Linked DNA regions of Mus musculus: all the other regions are linked to region 3. The links are chromatin contacts, called in public HiChIP or PLAC-seq maps. All regions are on one chromosome and are shown on one strand. Each heading gives the region's core, a stretch centred on a gene start, on an enhancer-like site or on the middle of the called end of the contact. The rest is flanking DNA. Distances are from core to core; before and after follow the strand shown.

The links. HiChIP or PLAC-seq counts read pairs in DNA pulled down with a chosen protein or histone mark.
Region 1: a contact with region 3 is called in an H3K4me3 HiChIP or PLAC-seq map of bone marrow-derived macrophages, with 6 times the contacts expected there. The contact joins two enhancer-like sites. A contact is called at or near these places in 1 of 15 datasets of contacts at CTCF or cohesin (the NIH/3T3 cell line), 2 of 115 datasets of contacts at active chromatin or transcription factors (the HPC-7 cell line and bone marrow-derived macrophages) and 1 of 9 other capture datasets (embryonic stem cells).
Region 2: a CTCF HiChIP or PLAC-seq map of the NIH/3T3 cell line shows a contact between it and region 3, with 9 read pairs. The contact joins two enhancer-like sites. A contact is called at or near these places in 2 of 15 datasets of contacts at CTCF or cohesin (the NIH/3T3 cell line and stem cell-derived epiblast-like cells), 1 of 484 Hi-C or Micro-C datasets (bone marrow-derived macrophages), 1 of 115 datasets of contacts at active chromatin or transcription factors (cardiomyocytes) and 1 of 9 other capture datasets (embryonic stem cells).

The regions. Positions count from the first base shown.
Region 1 is chr1:179,045,023-179,049,463 of GRCm38.p6, reverse strand. The region is part of intron 9 of Smyd3 (SET and MYND domain containing 3); the gene reads left to right. Among named protein-coding and RNA genes, the nearest start is that of Gm46249, 270 kb to the right of the region's middle. Within about 2 kb of position 2,918, at least 54 of the 459 cell types and tissues checked have an H3K27ac peak or open chromatin away from gene starts, as enhancers often do. A contact at or near this core is called in bone marrow-derived macrophages, where this site is marked.
Region 2 is chr1:179,474,943-179,478,831 of GRCm38.p6, reverse strand. The region is part of intron 1 of Smyd3 (SET and MYND domain containing 3); the gene reads left to right. Among named protein-coding and RNA genes, the nearest start is that of Smyd3, 41 kb to the left of the region's middle. Within about 2 kb of position 1,456, at least 61 of the 459 cell types and tissues checked have an H3K27ac peak or open chromatin away from gene starts, as enhancers often do. A contact at or near this core is called in the NIH/3T3 cell line, where this site is marked.
Region 3 is chr1:178,489,864-178,494,189 of GRCm38.p6, reverse strand. No RefSeq gene overlaps it. Among named protein-coding and RNA genes, the nearest start is that of Gm31289, 12 kb to the left of the region's middle. Within about 2 kb of position 1,514, at least 46 of the 459 cell types and tissues checked have an H3K27ac peak or open chromatin away from gene starts, as enhancers often do. A contact at or near this core is called in the NIH/3T3 cell line and bone marrow-derived macrophages, where this site is marked.

The sequences.
Region 1 (4,441 bases), core at 1,669-4,168, 550 kb before region 3:
TGAGTTACAGAAATCAGTAGTTAGGTAAGTTTGTTAAAGAGTCTGAGCAATGAACTCATAGTTGGTTAATAAGAAATAGAAAAGAAGGCTGCCACGTCCAGGCTGCTGTATGGATTTACTACGAGATGTAAAGTTTGCATCTAGATTTCATTAGAGGGTTTGAAAAGAAGTAGCCAGGATATTTGGATACTAGCAGATCCAGGCATCTTACTCGATGATCAAATGATACAAACGTCACTCTGGGGGGCTCTGTCTCCTGCACCTTTGATTCAGTACTTCAAAGAGACTTTCCAAGCATGTGTAGAGATGGAAGGGAAACAGAGGAGAGACAGTAGAATCAAGAGCTCAGTAGATCCTTGGCCACTTAAATGGCTATTGAATTCCAGAAGATGAACTTCAACAAGAATGTATAGAAAGTCTTCTATTTGGGGCAAGAAGTTGAAGGACATAAATCTGCATAAAACTTGGCAGCTGAACACAGGAAAGGACCCTATTGCTTTGGTAAATAGCGAAATTTAATAAAGTGTATGAGTATGTTCTAACTCTCCAGAGGCAACTATGATCTTGGGCTGTAGTCATAGAAATTTAGAATATAAAATAAGAAAGGAGGTAGCACAGGGCTGAGCCTATGTAGACTCTCCTAGTCATTCAGTCTGGGTATGGCTTTAATAAGTCGGCCTGTAGAGAAATTAAATTCGTTATGAGGAATGGAACAGAATTAAGGAGGAATTTGAAACTCCACCTGTCAGCTTGATGGAAGCTATGGGGAAAACAGTTGGCTCTGGGTTGGCATTCATAGACTCGAAGTTGCTCTTCTGCCATGGATGTCTTGTTCTCTGAGGTCCTACACAGCAGAAGTCAGGCCATAGAAGACCCTGAAGCCTTTCGGTCTCACCTGGATGAGACTTACATAGAAACTGATTCTGCCAGGTATTTGGGTAGTCTTCATCCACCATGTGATAGAGGCAGAAATGACCAGGCACAGTCTAGCACTCACACCTCCCACACAGTGGGACGGTAATCATGCCAAGCACGAGGTGCTGTGGTTCAGATGAGTCGCTCTCAAAGATCCATGTGTCAGAGGCCCAGGGTGCCTCTAGTGAGGACTATGGCTGACGCTTAAGAGGTGAGACCCGCTGTGGCCGTGGGTGATTATCACCCAGTGGCAGCAGCGCATATTCCTCAGTACCCGCTCCAGTGTCCTGGATTCCCGAATGAAAGACATACACACACAGCTTTATATTTTAATATGCCCAAAGCAGTTCAGTGATGGAGCCACTCCCAAACCTCCAAGAGGCTAGCACATTTTCTCCTTCGACATTCCTGAGTTATTACTTACTAAAGTCTATAGTCCATCTTTGCTGCCCTAGACCCAGTGGGTGCGGGGGTGTGTGTGTGCTGGGGCCGCTCCTCCCTGGCTCTTGAATGATTGATATACCTCTCTTTTGCAGCTCTCAATCCTGGACCTTACTCCTTTCCCAGCATGGTGATTCTAAATCCTCCTTCTTCTCTCCATTCCCCTTGCCCACTAGTCCCAAAGTCCCACCTCTGTCTCCCTGCCCAGCCATGGGGCAGCCATTGTTTAACAATCAGAATCAACTGGGCTCAGGGACCCTCAGCATGGGCGGGATTCTCCTGCAGTTTTGGGAACCCAATTAACATAATACAAGTGTTAACCTAAATGCACAACAGCCTCCTGTGAAGCCATTGGGAGAATGCCTTTAAGGGGACCTCATCTGTGCCTGTCTCTGCTTCCAGGCTTGAAATATGAACGCTTATTCTGACACCCACTCCCACCAGTGCCCTCTGGTGCCCTCACCAGAGGCCAAATCAATGGGGCCCCTGAAACTTGGACTTGAACCTCCATAACTCACAAGCCTGTCTTTGCTTCATGTGATATTTTGCATCAGATAGTTCATTTTAATCATGCAAAACAGAATAATGCAATACAGACTTTGGTAAACACACATATACATATATACGGGGAGGGGGGAGAGAGGAGAGGGAGAAAGACAAAGACAAAGACAGGGATTAAGGCTTTTTAAAGGAGGTGATAGCTGTACTGTATCTGGGGAGGTGAGTGGGATTTTTGGCAAGCCATGAGGGAGAGCATCTCAGTGGTAAGAAACGTGACGATACACAGAAGGTGACATGACGTGATGCTGGTGCTTGCCAGCATGCCACCCATGAGGAAAGAAGCTAGCGGGAATGGGCACAGAGTTAGTTTTTATACAAAGCGGCCCAGAATGATGCTAGGCAGAGTAGCATCACTAGATGTTCACAGACCTTGCTCTGGCGTCCTGTCTTAAGAAGCTGAACTAATCCTCAAGCGACTTCATTCCCATGTCTGTCTATCTGTCTGTCCCCACCCTCCTATAGTCATTTGGAGCATTTGAAAGAAAGCCCCCATCCTGCACTCTGGTCCCTTCAGTTCAGAGCTCAGCACCTCAAAAGATGAGCAGTTATAGTAGATGCCACAGGTGGCAAGGCTAAATCTGAGCAGATCTATGACTGCATTAGCTTAGGAAGAGACTTGTAGCTAAAATTCTTCCTCCCTCTGGACCCTGGAGCGGTGTACATGAGAAGTCTCACCTTGTTTGCCAGGAGATGGTTTCCAACAATGTGGAGGGAGGTTGGTATGAAGTCCTTTGCTGCTTGGTGGAGGTGGGGGGGCTAGATTCGTTCCTATGAGTGAGTACAGATTATCACATCTGGTTTCCACTTGCAAGGCACCCCACCTCATCCTCTTGATGAGACAGAGCACATTATGGAAATGAGAAGACAATAACAATGGGGATCCAGCAAGCGATGTTACAACAAGGCTCAAGCCTTGCCACAGAAATGTCTGGCATTGTGTAAGAGACAGCCATTCCTCCTGACAGTTTGTCAAACATCTAATCCTGGAATGAAAAGCCACAGAGGTTAGCACGGCAATCTGTTTCAAAATCAGCGTATTGCCTAAGAAACCGCTTTCCCCCAACCTCTGGGGGATTCGTTCAGCAAACTTGAAACGTCCGTGTCACACACATACAAAGGAAAATCACCAACTGTCAATAACTTCAAATCACTGTCTTCAGTACGCGAACCCCTTCTGGGATCCGAGCCAGGACTCACCCTAAGAGGTGACATAAAGGGCCCTCAGCTTGAAATTCTCCCTAAGGAAATGGCGCTCTGGAGTAAAGTGGTGTGCCTCAGCTGAGAGGAAACGTCTCTCCTGGGAGCTGCTTACATTCCTGGTTCCCAGGTGTGGCTTGGTCGCTAGAAGGTGCCACTGTTGGTGTTTCAGGAGCAGGGCTATGCAGGCACCAGCAGTGGAGAGGAGTAAAGGAGCTTTGTACCCATGGGCTCAGGGTGTACACAGGCCACAGGGTGAGGTTGCTGTGTTAGGACACTGATGAAGAGGACCTGAGTCAAAGTTTAGGGGAAGTGCATGGGACGGAGGAGAAATGACTCAGTCTTCCATTCCTCTACTCTTCAGCTTGTCAGGCTCAGGGGTTGTGACCGGAAGGAAAGAGGAAGGTACATCTCTGCCATGTGCTCTGCACACTTTCCAGCCGTATCCATGACACCTGAGAACTCCGCCTAGCTCATGAGAGGACAAGAAAAGATTTCCCTCCGTTTTAAGACTCATTGTTTTATTTGATTTTTACTGAGACGGGCACTTTATTTTCAGCCTACCTCAAAGCATTTGACTGTCTCAAAGCTCCAACTCTGACGGAGGGTGGAACTAGCTTAGATTTGAACCAAGCTTAATCGAAGATGAGGCTCTCTGTACCATTTCTTCTATAGTTTGAGTCTTCGAATGTTTTCCCCAAGTGGATTTCTAACATCAAAGCGGAGTAGTGGTGGGAGAGGGCAGGGAGATGCCCAGGGTCAACACATCAGGGTGCCAGACTGCGATGACCCCAGCTGAGTCCCGCACGTGCACACACGCGCCTCCAGTGGAGGAAGCCCCAGGACTCCAGCTGCCTCTCTAAGAGGATGGAGTTTCAGTCTGCAAAGGTGAGGATGGAAGCTAGACCAGATACCACACCCCTGTAGGCCCAACTACTCGGGACACTGAGACAGATGGGTTAGTGGAGCCAGTGGTCTGAGGCCACTCTGGGGAACATGGAGCAGCGCATGGGGAATGGAAAATCACCGAAGCCTCACAAAACTCATTACTGCCTTAATTGGCACATGGTTAATCAGAAAGTCAGAGTTACTAAGCAGTGGGTCTCCTTGTTCTTAAAACAGCATGTTTCCTTCTTCAAGGTACACTTAAATAACTCTTCTTAATAATTTCTTTCTATCTATCTATCTATCTATCTATCTATCTATCTATCTATCTATCTTTATTGAGGCCAGACCAGGCAGTCCTCTGCTGTGTATGTGTTGGGGGCCTCAGTCCAGCTAGTGTGTGCTGCCTGGTTGGTGACTCAGTATTTGAGAGATCTCAGGG
Region 2 (3,889 bases), core at 207-2,706, 980 kb before region 3:
ATGTGGTTCTCATAGGACTGTGGTGAATGTCGTATGAGGGTTCTCTAGAGAAAGAATGAATTAATGAATCCTTCTCTCTGTATAAAGGGGGTTTATCGGGATGCCTCACAGGCTGCAGTCCAGCTAATCCAACAATGTCAGGCTGTGAACAGAAAGTCCAAGAATCCAGGAGTTGTCAGTCCATGAGGCTAGATGTCTCTGCTAGTAGACACATCCCTAAGAGATAGGCTCTAATCTAATGCCAGTGAAGGAATGGACTTGGCTAGCAAGAGAAGAGCAAGCGGGCACAGAGCAAAAGCTTCCTTCTTCTAAGTCCTTATGTAGGCTTCCAGCAGAAGGTGTGGCCCGGATTATAGGTGTGTCTTCCCACCTTAAGATACAGATAAAAGGTGAGTGCCTTTCCACCAAAAGTCCTGACTAGAAGTGGATCCACACACTTCTAACCAAGCAAAAAATCTGTTGTAGGTGTGCCCTCTGCTTCTGGATTGTAGTTCATTCCAGATGTGAGATTGGCAGCCAGGAGTGGCAGTCACAGATTCTCTATACATGAAATGATCTGATGTTTGTGAAACGGGGAAGACAGCGTGTGATACCCAGTAAGCACCATCAAACTGCTTGATGACTAGGAAGTACCCCTTTCTCCAGGCTGGCCTTAAACACCTAATTTAGCCTGATAAATGCTGGCTTTCAGGCTTATGCCACCACATCTAGCAAGCATCCTGCTTTGGATGTACTCATTAAATGCAGATTTTACACAGAGGACTCTTAGGTCAGAGTGAAGCATTGTGTGTGTGTGTATACATGTGTGTGTGTATACATGTGTGTGTGTGTGTGTGTAATCTCTTTTAAAGTCGATTTTGTGTTTTGGACTAGTTTTGGGTATAGAGATACAAAGAGGTAACATATGTACTGTGCTTCTCAAACACACAGCTGTCCTCACGTCTACATCCCAGCCTTAAGTACAGTTATCACAACTCCTGACTCATGTGACACATCACCTAACAGCTAAAGTTTGTATTAAGATTCACTTAGTGTTGCATATTCTCTGAGTTTGGACCAGTGGGTGTGACATGTCTCCAGTTCCATCTATCCCCTCCTCTCTCTCTCAGTCAGTCCTGGCCACCGATGCTCTTCTTCCTGCCTCTGTGGCCTTGACTTCTCCCGAATGTCACGGGGATTTGGATCATACTGTGTATAACCCTTCCAAGTTTACTTCTTTCGCTTTGCAACATGCATTGAAAGTTGATCCTTGCTTCTGTGGCTTAATAGCTCATTTCCTTTAAATACTGAGCAATCCATTGTCTGAATAAAATTCTATTGCCTTTGAATGACTAAATGTCTTCCCTGGGTCTTGTCAGTGAGCTAATAAATAGTCTCTGAAAGCCAACAAAGTCCTCTGCCAATCTCCTTGGCTCTAGGCACACAGAAGTGATCAAAGCAGAAAGGAATGTTCCCTTGTGGGATCTCCTGCATGTTTGTGGCTTAATTATGTTTGCTTTCTGTCCCATCAGCCCAATTGGGAGTCTTGTCTTCTTTTTGGGACTTTTCAAGTGTGGTAATAGCCTGGCATTTCCACTAGGTGGCAGTAGGGTCATATATAATGAACAGTGCAAGGCACTGAAACCACTAGTTTGTTCATTAACAGAGTTCTTTTTATAATGAGTTAAATTTAAATGCTTGCAATAACTCTCCAGATATAATCATTACTTAAAATAGTACTTTCATTTTTTAAAGTTAACATATAGAATAATAGATTTCATTATGACATTTTCATTCTGATGTCCCCCACCCCCACTCCCCACACTAGGGTTTCTCTATGTAGTCCTGGCTGTCTTGGAACTCACTCTGTAGACCAGGCTGTCCTTGAACTCAGAGATCTGCCTGCCTCTGCTTCTCAAGCACTGGGGTTAAAGATGTGTGCCTCTACTCTCACAATCCTAATGAGTGCTTTTCAGAATAAACTCCAATACATATAATTTCTTAAATTCTTTAAATCTCTTAAGCTACTTGTTGTATGTGTAGGAGTGTTTTGCCTGCATGCGTGCCTGTGCACCGTTAGGTACTTTGTCCCTAGCGGGGCCAGAAGAGAATGTCCGATCCACTGACTGGGATTGAGGTCACAGACAGTTGTGAGCCACCTTGTGGCTGTTGGCAGAGCAACCCGTGCTCTTAACTACTGAGCCACCTCTCCAGCCCCAGGCCCTCAAATTCTTGAGTTTGTCTTCCTTTGATCAGTGAGGTGTTTACTGTGATCCTCACACAGGCTAGGCAAGGTCTAGTTTTGAGAGTTCAAAAGTTGAATACTTGTTCCTTGATGTCCTTGAGATGTCACGATTTGACAAGGGAGACCAGCTGGATTAAGGGATGTGTTACAGTGAGTGTATGTCCCAAGTGTCCTCGTTCGATGACTTTGACAGATGCACACCTATGTAACCTCAATTCCTGTTGAATTACAGATGACTAATGTCTTGGGGGTAATCAGAGGGACAGTTGAGCGATGGTGGCCTAACAGGCATTTCTGAGAGAACGACCTGGTGACTTTGGTTATTTTTTACCGGTTCAGCTTCAGTCCTTTTGAGTCCTGCACGTGCTTTGGTTCTTCTCTGCCATTTGTCCAAACAACACACGTGCGTTAGAAAAGACGTGCGGTGACTTTCAAAGAAAGCCCGGGCGTTATATTTCTGATGATACAACAAGCAAATCGAGAAGACTCTCAATCCAACAGCAGCGGGCTGTGGATTCACAGGATTAAATGGGCCAGCGAAAGCAGCAGGCTTCACTGAACACCGTCCGTGCCAGGCACAGCCTGAGTGTTGATCACAGTTACCGTAGCCCTAAGCACTGGTCATTTCTGGTTTTTCTCTTGTTGAGAATGGCAGCAAGGAAACTGATGTGCAGAAGATCACAGAGCTCATGTAACCGGTCGTAGCTGGAGGCGGCAGGTCTTGACAGCCTGATTCCACAGCAAGGTTTCCAATCTTGCCTCCAGAAGAAGGGATTTTAAATTACAGTAGGGAAAAAAAAATCACAAAAATAAAATGGAGATTTTGTTTTTATCCTTGTTTGGGGGAAGGAAAACGAAGAACACACGGGTAACAACAAGTGGTTGCTTATTCAGGGCCCGCTGTATGTGGCAAGGTGGTCAGCTACCCTTGCGTTGGCAGTTGGGAACGTTTAGAGTGGAGCCAAGGGAAGCCACCAGTATGCCCTGACTGGAGGCAGTTTGTGTGGGAAAGATGTACATGAGCCAGGAAAAGTATGGTATCTTAGCACCCAGAGGTACAGGCTCTAGGATTGTGAGTTCGAGACCAGTCTAGGTTGCACAGCAAGACTGTGTCTTAAACTAAACCAGGCCTAAACCAAAAAACTCAACCAACTTAGACAGACAGAAAATAAAAACCTATAGCATCCTCTGGTTGTTTCTGAATGAAATCAGGAGAAAAGTCAAGAGGCCTGTCAGTTACTGGTGGAGTTCTTACTGCTTTAGGCTGATTGTGGTTTGACTCTCGCCCCGTTGTTGGAGAAAGCAGTCTGAATTGTCCTCCTGGACCTCTTACTTGGCAGGTGATTGGCTGCCTTGGCTTGCTTCAGCTGTGGCTCAGAGTCAGTTTGTGTGTCTATACATTCTGTTTGTATCTCCTAACAGTTAGGTTGGGAGTAGGCACGCCTTGGTAAAGGGACTGCCGTCTAAGGGTATTATTTCCCTAGGCTAACACTTTGGTGTTTGGAAAGGGAAGAGCAGGGGATGGGTGAACACCCTGTGGACATCTGTTACATTTTCCCCTCGGAATGTTGGCTCTCCAGTGTGGTTTCTACACCAGCAGCGTTGACACCAACCTGTTAGCAATGCACAGTGTCAGGCCTCACCTCACACCCACTGAAGCAGAAC
Region 3 (4,326 bases), core at 265-2,764:
GTGAGTGGCAGTTCCATCTACTCACAAACACTTTACAGATACACCAGCAGTTAGTCCAGTTTGGTAGAGTTGGGTTGCTAACAGCGGTGGCACGACCTAGCAGAGACCACCAGGCCTCAGCCTCTGCTGGAGTCAGCAGGAGGGACCAGCAAGAACACCAGGAGACATTCTTGGCTGTGCCTCTCTCAGGGAAGTGAAGATCAGCAGACTTGAGACCCACAAGCATTGCACAGCTAGCTGTACCAGCAAGCCAAGCTCTGTCTCCATTGCTCCGTGGAGTCCTATTTATACCCTCCAAACATCACATGTCCTCCACGTGCCTTGACTCAGCCCTGGTCTTGCCTCAGCATGTGCATCGAATCAGCCTGAGTCCATCCCGACAAATGGAGCTCAACTACACACTGTAATGGCGGACCAATACATGTGTGTTGTTAGCAAAGAATCCTTCATCACATGTCCTTTCACGTGTTTGCATTAGCAGAACATCCTATCTCCTGTGTCTGCTTCAGCAAAACGTTCCTTCACGAGTCTGCCTTAGCCTTTCACACCTGTGACTACTTTAACACAATGTTCCTTCACGTGTTTGCCTTGGCAAAACACCATCCAACCAACTTTCCAAAGATACCTTAAGTTTCTGCTTCAGAGTAGGAGAGAAACAGTACAGCAAAAGAGAGGGAAGTGTCCAGGAGTGACAATGGCTGACCTTGGTTGGATCCTGATTGGAATAAAGCAACAGAAAGAGCACACTGTGAAGTCAGGGGTGGGCACTGGAACAGTGTATCTCAGGGGACACTGAAGAATTCTTCTACGTCTGACAGCTTCTAGTCAGCTAGAGAAAGGGAAAGAGCTCCCTATATAGCCAAGACGTCTCTCAGTTCTTACAGACAAAAATGAAGTAATGTCTAGAATTTGTTTTCAAAATAATCTGCAATGTGAGGCTAGAGGTGAAGAGAGACTAGATGAAGGGTGCTTAGCCATATATGCATGGGCTGATGTAGGCGTTCATGTCCTCTCACTTATTCTTCTTGGATTGAAGCTTAGCAAAAAGCCTTGTTTTCATCACCTAGTGATCACTGCCCTGCAGAGATATTTCCATAGTAACATAAGCATGTTTATACTCTACCCATAGGCTTTCCACCTTCAACCCCACCTTACCATCAGGGAAGCATCCATTGTCCAGAAAAGAAACTTTGAGCCAGCTGGGCACTGTCCAGTTGTGTGTTCAGTCTAGATTCTTCTGCCTCTTTTTGCTCTGCTCTGAGTCCACCCTCCATGCTTCCCCCATCTAGAGCAAGAATTTGCCTTCTTCTACAATTACCTTGTTTTAACTTAAAGCATTAGTATGCCCTAGGATCCAGACTCCTCACTGTGCCTGCCCACCTAACTGCAGAGCACGTAGGGTCCTCTCTCTAGCACAGATGACTTGAAGCCAACAAGCCTTGCCCTCGGACTATTGGCCTGCTGCTTCCCTTCTGTGGAGACTAATCTGGTTAGTCAGCCATGAGTCATGTAAACTTTGCCTTCCCTGCTTCCTGTTTAGCTGTTTTTCCAGAACTGCAACTTCCTGGAGGAAAGAGAGAGGCTCCTAAGACCAGGAAGTCAAAAACCTCACAACTGGAAACAAACAAACAAAATCCTGGAAACTTATAGGATTCATAAGGTTCCTTCCCCAATGTTATACAAACTGTAAACAAACTGAATTTGCTCAGGTCTCCCCAGAAAAAGTCACCTACCTCACTGTTTTTGTTTTGAAGACCCTACTGGGTTTTCTTCCTTAGTTTTGTGGTTTTGTTGTTGCTGCTTGCCCAACAAATGGGGATTTAAAACAAAATGATAAACCCTCCTACCACTGGGATTGAGTCATTGATTCCACTGCTTAGAACAAGATTAGAAGGTAATCCTGCCCCCACAGAAAGTTACCCTTATGTTGGATCAAGCCGTTAGGCAGCTGCTCCTGTTGGACAGACAGTGGAATATAATGTCCTCAACTGCATATGCCGTGCGGGTGCCACCAGCAAAACCCAGGCTGTGAGAACACAGGCATGTCTTGGACTCTTCAAAACACTCCAAAGGAGAAAAGGTAGTAGGAAATGAGAACTATGCATTAATGGCAGCTTTAAAAAAGTTAATCCAACATAATAGTGCCTTTTACTTCGTGTGTGTTCTTTACATTAGTGGGGAAAACGATTACTTCAACACTAGCTGGTAGCTGATAACAACTACCAAGAGTGACCACAGTGTTGTGGTCACCATGGCTTAATTGTGAAATGTTCTCCGTAGGCTCATGTGTGGGAACACTTGGTTCCCTTCTGGTGGCTTTCTTTGGAAGGGACCTTCAGGAAAGGTACGTTGCTGAGAGATGTAGGTTGCTGGACACTGGGCCTAATGGATTGGCGACCACCCCATTTCTACCTCAGTCTGCCTGCTTCCTGATGTGCTGAGATGCAGGCAGGCTACGCCACATTTGCGTGCCTTTGCAGCCATGATGCACTGTCACCTTAAACAACGGCCACAATGAGTCTTAGCTCCCTTAAGTTACTTCTTGTCAAGTATGTTATCAATGAGAAGAGGAACTGAGAGCAGTGGTTATTTTTAAAGATTTATTATATTTTAGATGTGCTGCATTTTTAAAATATACCTATTGAAAAAATTATGGGCAGAATCAAATAGTCTTATATTTGTTTTAAAATAATGAAGGGGTGACATTATTAAAATGCAGACTGGGTTGGCCTTGAGCTAATAGCCATTGGAAAGGTGAAGATATGTGAGGGCCCACCACACTGTTGTTTACCAATTCAGCATAATAAAACAGTTTATAAAATCCTATACACTTTAGCTTTAAAGGGGGAAATCTTCTCTGACAGAATAATTTAGTTATTTTTAGTGCTCTATTTTTACTTCTGTTAGGGAGGAAGAGTAATTCTCCTCTCCTTTGCCTCTCCTCACTGACCATTCTTGAAGGTAAACTGTGTTTTGAATCTTGAAGAACCAAGTCTTCTCAGGCAAACATGGAAGAAAGAGCAATTTTCAACAGCCTTTGTTCCTACTGACAGAAGCTGTGTGTCTGAGGAGAGCATGTGGAGTCCCTGCACTGGAGACAGGAAGACCTTGGAAGAAGACTTGTGCTTTCATCTCAGAGGGACTCCCACTCCAACCTAGGGCCCATAAGAAAGCCAGAAGTCGAGGACAGGCTGCAAGATAAGCTGTTGGGAGAGTGGAGCCTTCCTTAACGTGGACTGGCTGCCACACCTGTCTCAACTGTGCTGTCACCGTAGTCTAAGAACCGTAACTGCAGTACTTTCTCATCCAGGGGAACTCACTTTGTCTGAGGACATCAGGACTGCTGAAAAGGAAGAGTGGGCGATGGAGGACTGGGTAGGCCTGGGGGTATGGTCTAGTGAACCCCAGGTCTGTGAGCTCACTGTGTATCTCTTGTACTGAGCTTTCCTCTGTCTATAACCTGAAGCTGCCTCCAAGTTCTTAGACCATCCTGGCTGTAGAGTGTCATCTGCACGCTGACCCTTCACAAGCCTGTGTGATCAGTTAGCTTCTCCACATTAACTCACCCAAACCATACTCTTGTTTCCCCCCCAAACCTTAGCTGCCCTGCCAAATGCTGAAGTCATCCTTCATCTACCCTTTCCCCACGAAGGCCCAACACGTCAGGATACCCTTTTCATTCTACCTTCCAAATCCTATCACTTCTCCAGTATCTGAGATACCATCTTGCTTGTGCTAACTCAGTACTATCCAGTGCCTTCTCTTCTCATAAAACACATATGGAGCTCTCTTCCTGGCTACCTGACCCTTTTTTGTGCTGGGCTCTGCTTGCCTCTCCGTCTTAACCTCTTACTTCTCTCACTACTTGGGTACCACAGCCAGGGCGGCCTCTGTGATGTTCTTTCAGGCTCTTTAATGTCTTCTTCACAGGAAATGCTAGGATTTTTGATCTCACTCTAGGTAGAATAATACCTTTTCATTCTCTAACCACTCATCTTGTTTTATTTTTTTCCATATTGTTTGCCCTTATGTGACATATATTGATTTACATGTAATTTGACTTCTGAGATGAATTTGGGTTCTATAAAGTCAGGAACTTTGTATACCAGAACAGTTCTTAGCAGATATTGTTAAATAAGCATTGAATGACACAAATGCATTTTTCATAAAGATCCAAGTTCATGAAGTTTAGGGAAACAACCTTCATTCTAAGAAATACTATACCTGTACCTGACATTATATAATTGAAAAATAACTATCAAATACAGAAAATGTTTCCATTCATTTATTTAGCATATTTGTACTGAGCAACCTATGATGAGAGAT